Linked DNA regions of Triticum aestivum: region 2 is linked to region 1. Evidence: chromatin contacts called from public Hi-C data. All regions are on one chromosome and are shown on one strand. The core of a region is the stretch at or near the end of the contact, and the rest is flanking DNA. Distances in the headings are between cores, read along the strand shown. Region 1 holds the start of LOC123092330 (ATP-dependent Clp protease proteolytic subunit 5, chloroplastic). Region 2 holds the start of LOC123092335 (protein high chlorophyll fluorescent 107).

The links. A called contact is a pair of places that touch in the nucleus more often than the background predicts.
Region 2: a contact with region 1 is called in a Hi-C map of leaf, with 7 times the contacts expected there. The contact joins the promoter of LOC123092335 here to the promoter of LOC123092330 in region 1. A contact is called at or near these places in 2 of 5 Hi-C or Micro-C datasets (both in leaf).

The regions. Positions count from the first base shown.
Region 1 is chr4B:397,779,064-397,784,345 of IWGSC CS RefSeq v2.1, forward strand. LOC123092330 (ATP-dependent Clp protease proteolytic subunit 5, chloroplastic) reads right to left here and starts at 2,784. Exons shown (of 9, transcript XM_044514076.1): 1 at 2,559-2,784; 2 at 2,387-2,482; 3 at 2,045-2,165; 4 at 1,847-1,939; 5 at 836-881; 6 at 689-761. The coding sequence starts at 2,656. It overlaps LOC123092331 (protein SEMI-ROLLED LEAF 2), which reads right to left. Exons shown (of 20, transcript XM_044514078.1): 16 at 5,198-5,282; 17 at 4,914-5,054; 18 at 4,656-4,790; 19 at 4,106-4,306; 20 at 3,629-4,030. The coding sequence ends at 3,905.
Region 2 is chr4B:398,482,127-398,487,408 of IWGSC CS RefSeq v2.1, forward strand. LOC123092335 (protein high chlorophyll fluorescent 107) reads right to left here and starts at 2,833. Exons shown (of 8, transcript XM_044514083.1): 1 at 2,425-2,833; 2 at 2,094-2,237; 3 at 1,248-1,553; 4 at 1,087-1,146; 5 at 448-693. The coding sequence starts at 2,772. It overlaps LOC123092336 (FIP1[III]-like protein), which reads right to left. Exons shown (of 9, transcript XM_044514085.1): 9 at 3,491-4,572. The coding sequence ends at 3,997.

The DNA of each region.
Region 1 (5,282 bases), core at 1,534-4,033:
TAAGGAGGTAATCATCTCTCTTGATTCTACCCAAACCACTGTTCTATGACTTAAGCTAAACCTAAAACTAGGAACTGTATTACATACAATAATCCATATTCCTTGCCAGCATATTTAATTATATAAGTATCCTAGTAAATATTGACCAAGCTTATTACGACCTAAATACTGCAAAAGGTAAATTTGCAGAGTGACAAAACCACAGCAATGAGAAATGCACAATGAAGCAGCTCTCTCGTATTTTGCCATCCTTGACAGATTTTACAATCATACAATTTGAAAATCTAATCATCTTAATTAAGGATATATGATATAAAATCCACTCATGCAAAAAAAAAATTGCTATCTAGAATTACAAAAATACCAACATTTTACTTGCAGCAATAAAGATAGACTCGTCAATCCAAAATCCTAGACTGGGCAGGTTATACTGAATAAACATGCATCAATGATTTAAGAATTAAGATGCATAACAAAAATTCAAAAGAAAAAAAAACTGGGCAGGCCCAGAGACAGGTACTTGTCTCAAAAGGTGAAATCCAGAAAAATGGAACAGAATCCCTGGTTTTAATAATCAAACCCCATTATAAAGATTTTATGCAATGTGCAAACTATAAAGCATCCTACATCTGAACCAATCATCTATTTTCTAATAAAATAATTTCACAAAGATGTCAGTACTGAGTACCTTGCAGCAAGTCCGATACAAACCGTCGAAACATCAGGCCTGATATGCTTCATTGTATCAAATATGGCCATCCCTTAATAGAAACAAAATAAATTGATGTTATTAAGAAAGAATAAACTGATTACAAATATGAATGTGCGTTATTACCAGCTGTCACCGATCCTCCTGGAGAATTCACATACATAATGATATCCTACACAAAATTGACAAGAACCAATTATATCACCAAGTCTAAGGCCTGCCCAGGCAGCTCAAAACCTAAGCACTAAGATACGGCGGCAATACAAAAGCACCAGTAACAGTTTTAACAAATAAATTCTAGTAGGAAAGATATCCAGATAAATTCCAGAGATTTTTCCGCCGCATTCCTTGAAAAGCAGAATGAAGCCTCTCTATTTTACAACATCAAGTAGTTTCCTTAATAGAGGAAACACATCCAAGAACTAGAGTGTCACACTCTATTTTACATCCAGAAATAACTTGGCTTAGTTTACAAGTTCCGCTGATGGTGCAAGAAGGCCCTATAATGTGTTGAAGATAAAGCAGCAACATGCTATTACTTCCCTTGATAATGGATACGTATCAGCAATTCTAGAGTAAAGCTTCTGACCAGAAAACTACTGATCTAGGAATAAGAAACTGCAACAGAAGGAAGAGAGATTCATTTGTTTGAATTTACCATCATCACAAGATCATAAGAATATATACTCAATTCCAGGCCTACCTAGGCAGCTCAAAACCTAAGCACTATGATGTAGCAGCAATACAAAAGTACCAGTAACAGTTGATAACTCCAGCACCTTAGTCGCATAGGTATTGACAAACTAGGGTCCAGATAAATAGAACTGTTTCCTACGAAGTCAAGTGATTTTCCTTTAATAGAGGAAGCGCATCCAAGAACCACAGTGCCACTCTACTTCACCTGAAATAACAACTTAGGGCACAAGTTCCACTTACGTGTGTGTAGTGTGATGCCCTATAATGTGTTTGAAGCTAAAGCAACATACTACATCCTTTGATAATTGATATACAGATCAGCAATTCCAAAGTAGGCTGGGATGAATAGATCATAAAAAAGCTTCTGCCAAGATAACTATTCATCTGGGACAGGAATTAGGAATTGCGCACAAGGAGAGAGTTTCATTTTTCACAACTTACCTTGTTAGGATCGACGGCGTCTAGGTATAGCAGCTGCGCAACAATGACATTGGCCATATCATCCTCCACGGGTCCACCGCATCGGATAATTCTCTGCAGCAGGACGCGTGCACATGTTCACACACCGCAGATTACACTCGCAAAATGGCTCTACAGAGGAGATGAAACAATTTTTCACAGAGTCCAGTATTCCCGTACGTGCTGAAAGAGCTGGCTGACGACGCTCTCGAACCGCTCCATCACCATGGGTGAGGGCCCGCGCTCCTGCCCCGCGGCCTCCACGGGGAAGTAGGGCGACCTAGGCATCAGCAAGTCATCCCTGGCAGACACACACACACACAGCGCCATCAGCACCCTTATAGATCCCTAACTGAACCTCGTCCAGCATACCAAACAGACGACGCGAAACTGCAAAACTTGCTGCCACGAATTGACTTCACCTTTTCGTTTTGAAACCGGGCTAACGGAAATACATCGTCAGAGTCTAACAGGATACTACAGGAAGCGCGAAAGGGAAGAAGCGAGTGGAATTGACTTCACCTGATCGACCAAATCCCGCGCCTGTGAGCAGCCCCGTGCAGTCCCACTCCGCCGCCGCCGGCAGAGGCGGCCACGGACCGAGCGCACCTCCGATTCCTGCGAGGCGGACATGGTTAGGGCAGAGTGGTTGGAACTGGAAAGCGGGGAGGAACAGTGCGGGAGAGATGGGAACCTGAGGAGCGGGAGGGATCTGGGGGGCGGATTGGGGCTAGGTTTGGGGCCAAGGAGAGGAGCGGTGAGAGAGGAGGAGGAGGCGGTGGAGGTCGCCATGGGCGGGGCGAGGAGAGAGCTCGCGGTGGCCGGTGGGGGTTTTGGGCGGAGGGGGGCTTTGGCTGCGCTTCTTATCCGGGAAGAAGAGTGCTTAGAAGATGGCAGTGAGACTGTGGGCGAAGAAAGAAGACCCGACGACGCGGGTCGCAGTAAGAGTGTGGGCTTGTTTAGCTATGGGCCTGGGCTTACACTGTGCGGGAGATCGATAGTACTGTACATTTCGTTTGTAGGATAAAATAAAATAAAATAAGAAAAATAAGCCTCTCACCCTCCCCCAAAAATTAAAAAAGGGAAATGCTAAAAATCTGACGTTCCTCATGGCAATTTATGTTGGTGTGAGGATGACAAATTTAGTTGGCGAGCATGGCAATTTTCTGGCTGCCATGCTCGCCAACTAAACTTGCCACCCTCGGCAAACATAATTTGCCATGAAAAACATTCGATTTGCCTTGCCTAAAAATCTAACGTTTGCTAAATATTCCGGTCCAAAAAATAAGCCTCTCACCTTAAATCTTAGTCACGCTCTAACAAAAAATAAATATTACTTAGTCAGCTGTCAACTAAAGCTAGTCGCCTACAATTCTTTCTACACATGTTGAGTTTATTGCCACAATTGGGATTTTGTCACACTTCGTCAGCCGTATGCTTCTTTTTTTTTTTTGAGGGGTAGCCGTATGCTTCTTGTGGTCAGTATGTTGGCCACATGTTGTGTGCGCATGATTAGTTGTGGAAAAGTTAGACATCAATGAAGCATGTCCTAAACTCGCGCATACCTTTAACAATTGTGAAATGTTTAAAGCATTGCACTTGTGTAACCCGTTTTCAGGATATACACAAAAATGACTGCTGCTCAAATATATAACATGCAGTAGCTGATACCTGATGCGGCACATCTGTGATTCCCACCGTCCCACGATTCAGCGGGCGTATTTTGCTTTGTTGTTTCTCGTTCTAGACTACACGGACGAGAAATGGAGAGATGCCCAGATCATGGCATTAGTCTCGATCACAAGTCTTCTCGCTACAGACAACAGACACGACACGCTAGGTTACAGTCGTCTAGTACTGCGGTGCACATGATCACACACGCTACAACCGTTTTAGTACATAGATAGATACACGTGGTCATACATACGCTACAACAACTGATACCATGTTACTCGCAGCCAGGAGGCCAAGTCATTAAGACAAACTAGTGTTCAAAGCTTAGATACTACAGTCTAGCACTTCTTCCGACGGCAAGGGTAATCACATCTCCTGCGGGGTGCGATAAGCTGCCTTGAGGAAGTTGTCGAATGGGCTGGCCGGTGGAAGCTTCACCATGGAGCACGGCTCTGATGACGTGCGGTTCATCTCGAAGCCACAGGAATTTACCTGGACAAATGTTGTTAGTGAAAAGTGAAAACAAGATTCAGAGTAAACCGGTTGGGCTTTGTAGAATCTTCATACCTTAGGAAGGATGAAATGATCGGCAGCGGGAAGGCTTGGCACAGGATTGTCTGGAGTCGAGTTGTGGCCATTCACGAGCCAGCTTGATAGCTTCTTCCTAGTGCCCGATCCCAGGGCCTCACATTGACTGGTCATTGTGCCGTATGGGAGGGGGGAGGTAGAAACGGATGCCCCTGCAACCTGGCCAGCTACATGCAGCGCCTGACCAGAGAAACAGTCTACTACTCAGAACCCAATGCAAAGACAAGGTATAACAATGTTTTGCGGTGGTTATACTAGCTTTACCACACAAGAAAATGTGAACACTGAAACAGAGGTAGCAAGTGAAAGGGGGCTCGTGCGGTGGCGGGTCCAGGAATTCAACATTGGGTGTTCAAAAAAGAAAAAATCACCCTAACAGAGAAGCCAATTGGTTCACGGCAATACAGTCAGTTCAGGAGAGTGACATGTATTTCACAACAGGTACCACACAAGAACTATGAGCCAAAAAACGAGTAGTAAACTGTGTCACCGTGTGCAACAGCAGCTGAATTTCACAACAGGTACTCACCGATTCAAGCAACTGACCAACACCCAGGACACGGGGAGCAGAATGAGGAAGCGTAATCTTGGATGTGGAGCTAGCAGTATTTGTAATTGGTGAGTCGTGCAATCCACCATCTACCGAAGATGTTCTTGAACACTCCTACAATGCAAAAGGACACATATGAGGAGACGTAAAAATACATTTTAATGATGGCAACGTACAGTACAAGAAGGAAACGAATTTTGCGCTATTAGTAAGGACCATTTTGTGTAAGTGGCATACCTCATCAAAAGAAAGGGATTCATCGGAAAATGCCTGCGCATGAAAGTTGGCCCAGTCAAGGGCTGAATTTGAACCAAACAAGGGAACTTCTTCAGGAGTAAACATCTCTGTGAGCTCCTTCGCCAGTGCATCCTTGTCCATCTGATAACGCAGTTATAAGAACATTAGGAAATAGTACGTTACCTTCACTTTCAACAGCATCAGTATATGATCTCACTAGGGCTATAAAATGCAGTGTCAACAGCAAATAGACAACAAAATTGAACCATTCTCACAGGACTAACCTCTGTTAAATTTGAAAGTGCACAGGCAATCACATCAAGCACTCGCTGATCATTTATCCCCACTTTCTTTCTGCAATCAGAAAGT
Region 2 (5,282 bases), core at 1,583-4,082, 700 kb after region 1:
CATAGTGGAAGTTAAGAAATATATCTAATTGCACCCAAAAAGTAAACTCCGCAGAAGCTCAAAATATACCACTCAAGATCTTAAAGGACACTGGCTAAATAATCTAAACTCCAAAGGTAAAAGAAGGATAGGAGCACATCACGGAAGTACTAACAAAAGGGAAAACATATTTGAACTGAAGGGATGCACTGGATATTCCGTGAACCTTTCTATTCCCAAATGATTCGACTGTATATTTGCATAATATAACTAGGACTTGCAAGTTGCAGCTCTACTGTGAGCACTACAACAAAGTAGTGTCGGAAACTGACAAAATTGTATCTCCAGACAAAGGAAAAGGAACATTAAAACAAGGCATACAGACCAACTATAAATGAAGTTAAGCAAACCACATGGAGCTTAATAAATGATCAGATTACTAAAAGAGGTAAGTGCAGAAATTCTTACTATCCAAACTGGTTGGTGCCTTGGATCAATCTGAGATGCCTTTCTAAATAATACACGGGCAACATTTGGAGATGCACAATTGTATTCCAGCAGTGCAAGTGACTGTAGAATTACAGGGTCCCTAGGGTTCACAGCATGGCCAATCTTAAGTAACTTCCTTGCTTTGTCAGTGTTACCTTGATTGGCCTCAAAGAGTGCCCAGACATGCCACGAAAATCTGTTCTTGGGACTAGCCTGTACAGCTTTCTGCACAGGAAAACCAAAGTTACTTTCTGTCATGAAACTTGATTTTGTTTCAAGGAATGTGATAAATAATACGAGGAACAATCATGTGCAGATGTGAACCAACAGCACCATAGTATGACCCTAGCAGTGTATTGTAGTGGAATAACTGAAACTAATATAGTTACTAGTTACTAGTAGATCAGATCTTCCAACAAAAACCAGATAAATATAGGGTGAATCTACAATAATTCCATCACTACTTGGAATTTCTTTCTACTTCACACTACCTCTTAAGACAAAAAAACCTCTGAAGACACATGAACAAGCCTTAAAAGATTACAAGTATGAGAACCAAATCAGTAAAAAACATCAATGAGAAGTATGATTGTATTACAGAGGGAAAATAAGTATTACCTCAAAGAGCTTCCTCGCAATGGCATTGTTTTCCGCACGCATTTCTACCTGAGCCCAAGACTACTAGAAAATTGCCATACATAAGTTCACAATTCAACACAAAATACAGCTTGCAATTTCTTTTTATGCAGTAAACAGAAAACTATGAAGCAAATACTTACTAGCCAACTTGCACAACTTTTTGGATTGCATTGAGTAGCTTGCTGGAATAAAGTCCGTGCTTGTTCAAAGCGCTCTGCTCTAGCTTCAAGCAAAGCAAGAGTCTGGTAAATGTACTCATTTCCTCCACAATATTTCAGACCTTTTGCAAGTAGGTTCCGAGCCTTTTTAATGTTTCCTTGCTTGATTTCTAAAATTGCCCACCCATGCCAAGCTGCGATGTGCTTTGCATCAGCCACAGTAGCCGCATCAAATAGCTCTCGTGCTCTTCGAATACTCCCACCCTTGCTTTCTAGCACTGCCCAGCACTGTAATTCAAAGCAAAAGGAAAACAATGACCTCTGCATGTTTTATTGGATTTCTCCCTAGATGACATAATTTCTAGATGTGTCAAACATACACATTGAGGTCAATGTGCAAGATAGTTCCAGCGGGGCACATCACACAGGATTCAATCAAAAATCTCGAATGACTTCCAACATTTTTCGAGCGGATCATAAGAATAATTCACGAAATTATGTTCCGACATAAATAACATGTGCAAGTGGAAGCTAAATACTTAACAGTCGAAAAAATTGACCCTTATAGGTACTCCCAGTATATTCGTTTTCGTTTGAGAAACACCGAGTATAACATATAGACAAACGAGTTATAGTTAAACATAGTCAAATCCCCGCATGGCATATTAACAAACAAAAAAATTACACTTGGTATATTAAGATAACCATATGTGCATTATTTATGTTGACACGTACGCCTCTAGAGGACGAACCACATGCCCTGCATTGCTCACGTGGTATAATTTTTCTACTAGTCGGTTTAGCAAAGTGAGGTGATGACGTGCAAACCTGCCAAATGTATGGATTTTCTCCCTGTGTGGCTTGGCAGCCCCTCTCATAAGCGGCTCTAGCTTTGTCAAACCTCGACTGTTTGCTATATAGCTTCCCAAGCGCGACGTATGGGCGCCCATCTTCAGGCCAATACAACATACACTGGATGAGAAAGGGGTCGTCAGCTTAGAGCAACCAAACAATTAGACACTTGATCATCATTCTAAACAATACTAGTAGCATTTTAGAGCACAATGTACCCTCACTATCTCTTATTATCTCTCGCTGTATTTCAGTGAGAAGATGTCATACTATAATTTTAGCCGAATTCTGTAGTGTAGGTGCGCACCTTGTTGAGGAGCTTCTCGGCCTCGGCGAACTCGTACTTCCTGGTGTGCACCTTGGCGCGGTGAAGCCAGAGCTCGAGGTTGATGGGCAGCGGGCGGTCAGCCGTGGCGGCGGGCTCGCCCATGGCCGGCTCGAAGAGCGGGACCTTCTTCGCGATCTCCTCCATTCTCCTGTCGAAGGGGCCCTCCCCGTCCCGCTCGGGCCCTCCCCCTGCCGCTGCAGCGGCCGCAACAGGCCTCCCGCGGCGAAGGCGGAGGGAGAAGAGCGAGGCGGCGGATGAGGCCTTGGTGGTGGCAGGGCCCGGGAGGGGCGGGGGAGGCGGCGAGGACGAGAAGAGCCGCATCGCCATGGCGCTGGAGCGCGACGCGGTGCTCTGGTCGGAGCAGCGAGGCAGGCGAGGCCGAGGCGCTGCTTTGTGTGAGTGAGGGGGCGTGGAGTTTACGGGATTGCCCACGCGCGTGCGGTGCTGTTGACGCCGTGGGCGGGGCTGCGGGGGCAGAAGCGGGAGGCGGGGATGGGGGAGGCCGTTGGAGAGGCTCGGAGCGCGCCACGTCGCCGGGCAGGGAAGGTCAGTGTTTTTTGAGTTTCACCGGACCGGCAAAACCTCTCGGGACGAGTGCTTCGCCCCGGCGTGCGATTGGACACGAGGCCGCCCGTCTCCTGTTTTCGTCCAAAGGAGAAGAAACAACAAATTACGCCCTGCCTCTGATTGTGACCGGGGATGTATGAAACTATCAACATCTCTTTCTTTCTTTTTTTTGTCTTTTGAAATGATCAACATCTCACTTTTGACATGTTCAAAAAAAAAACATCTCACTTTTGACACGTTGTGAGCTATATCACCAGTCCTGAGTTGAAAAACAAGGAGAACTTGCAGGTAGGAATATGGATGATAATTTTTGACTCAAGTGATATTTGCACCGGTTACAGAGCAACCCACACAAAATGAACCAGCATAACACTCGCTTAGGCTGCCAGTACAGCTTAATAAGCACATGAAGCAACATAACCGCGGCGAAAACCATACTCTGCTTTTAAAAATACACTGCAGTTAGGAGCCCAAGGAAGGAATGCATGCAAAAAACACAACCAAGACATGAAGCAGGCAACCAAAGACATGAAGCAGGGCATACGGCAGCACACTACGACAACTCCGCAACCAACAAAGCGACAGTATGTCCATATGTAGAGACCACGGCCAAATATACCCAAGAGAGGTAGTGTCAGAATTCCCCACGCGGAAAAAAAAGAAAAGGAAAGGAAAAAAAAAGTAACCCTCTCCTGAGGAAAGACGAGCAGATATTCAGTCTGATGCCGTTGATCTTATTAGCTGACTGCTCCGACAAAAATGTTGAAACTGTAGGTCAATAACAACTGCAATGTGTGAATGCTTTTGTACATTTTGTTTCCTATTCCAAGCATCAAAACATATTCAATCTACAGTGTCTCAACCTGAATCGCTAGATGACAGCGGCATCTCGTTCATCAAAAACATTGGCACTTTGGCTCCTCCCAAGTACCATAAGACGATATTTCGGCACAAAATATGCCTGACTCAAGGTTAGTTCAGCATCTAACCATTACCGCCCCAACGACGTTTCCTTGCAGGTCGCTGATTCTTGACATCATCCGCACCACACGCAACTGCTAGCAGTTCATCCTTGCCATTGTCTTGCTCCTTTTGGGTAACAGTAACATCTTCTTTGAACCTCTCCCTTCTCTTCTGCATTTTTTCCATTACCTTAAGTATGTGTTTCTCGTCACATTCCCTTGTAGCTCCCTTGTCGCAAATATCTTTTGACGTTGCATTAATCATCTCTAATTGACCGCCTGAGCTTGCTTCAATCACTGATTCCAATGCTGCGTTTCTTGGTTTGTTAGGTCTTCTGTTTGGAGCAGTATCCTGATGGTCCTCTTCAATCAATTCTCCTTCCTCGATCTCATCTTCTTCCTTGGTAGTTTGGCGTCTTTGGTTCGCTGTGTTCACCAAGCCCTGGTAGACTGACTGATAGTAACTTCTATTCAGTTTCATCTTCTGTGCTTTCTGATGTACATCCTTGTGTTTGGAACTGTGCAAATTCTTGTCTGCAGGAAGACCTCCCTCATTGTCACTTTCAACTCGCCTTATCTCATTGCCTTGGAGCTTAAACTGCAATAAATGAAAATATAGCATTGAGGAACAAAAGTCCGCAGATGGTGAGAGCACGCATGCAAGAAAAACAAGGTAAAAAGGTGCACATCGACTTGTACTGAAATGGCAAACACAAATAGTGCTAGAAATTGTATTCCTGTTCCATTGTTGGGTAAACAACTGCTCTTAAAGCTTTGACAGTTACTCCTTGTCACTAATACACAAGGTGTAGTGGAAGCAAAGGACCAGGACACAAGAATCATCAGCAATTTAACATTGACAGTTGAGATTCTACAATGATGGCCATGTTAACAAAGCACCAGAAATAGGCATACAGAGAAAAAAAATAAGTCCATCATCAACCCTCCAGTTTGATGTGTGCTCATACTTCCAGTCCCTAAATTCAGGACCCTGAACTTCCCAATCCTAACCAATTTAGACAGCTTGTTTGGCACACAGGGAAAAGGGTGATGCTTGCCAAAAGTGAGTCCTAAACATTTACTTGTGGATACACTATGTCCTCTCCTTGCTCATCACCCTCCCTTGATCAATCGCACGATTCTGCACTTGTGGTGCCACCTCGATGTGAGAATGATGCAACCACCGCCATTGTGGCCTTGAGTGCCACTTAACGCGAGCTCTGCCCCGAGCAACGTCGCAGGTGGACTCTGAACACTGACCCCACCCCCTTTTTTGGCATCCCTCACTTCGGCTGGTGGCATGAGAAG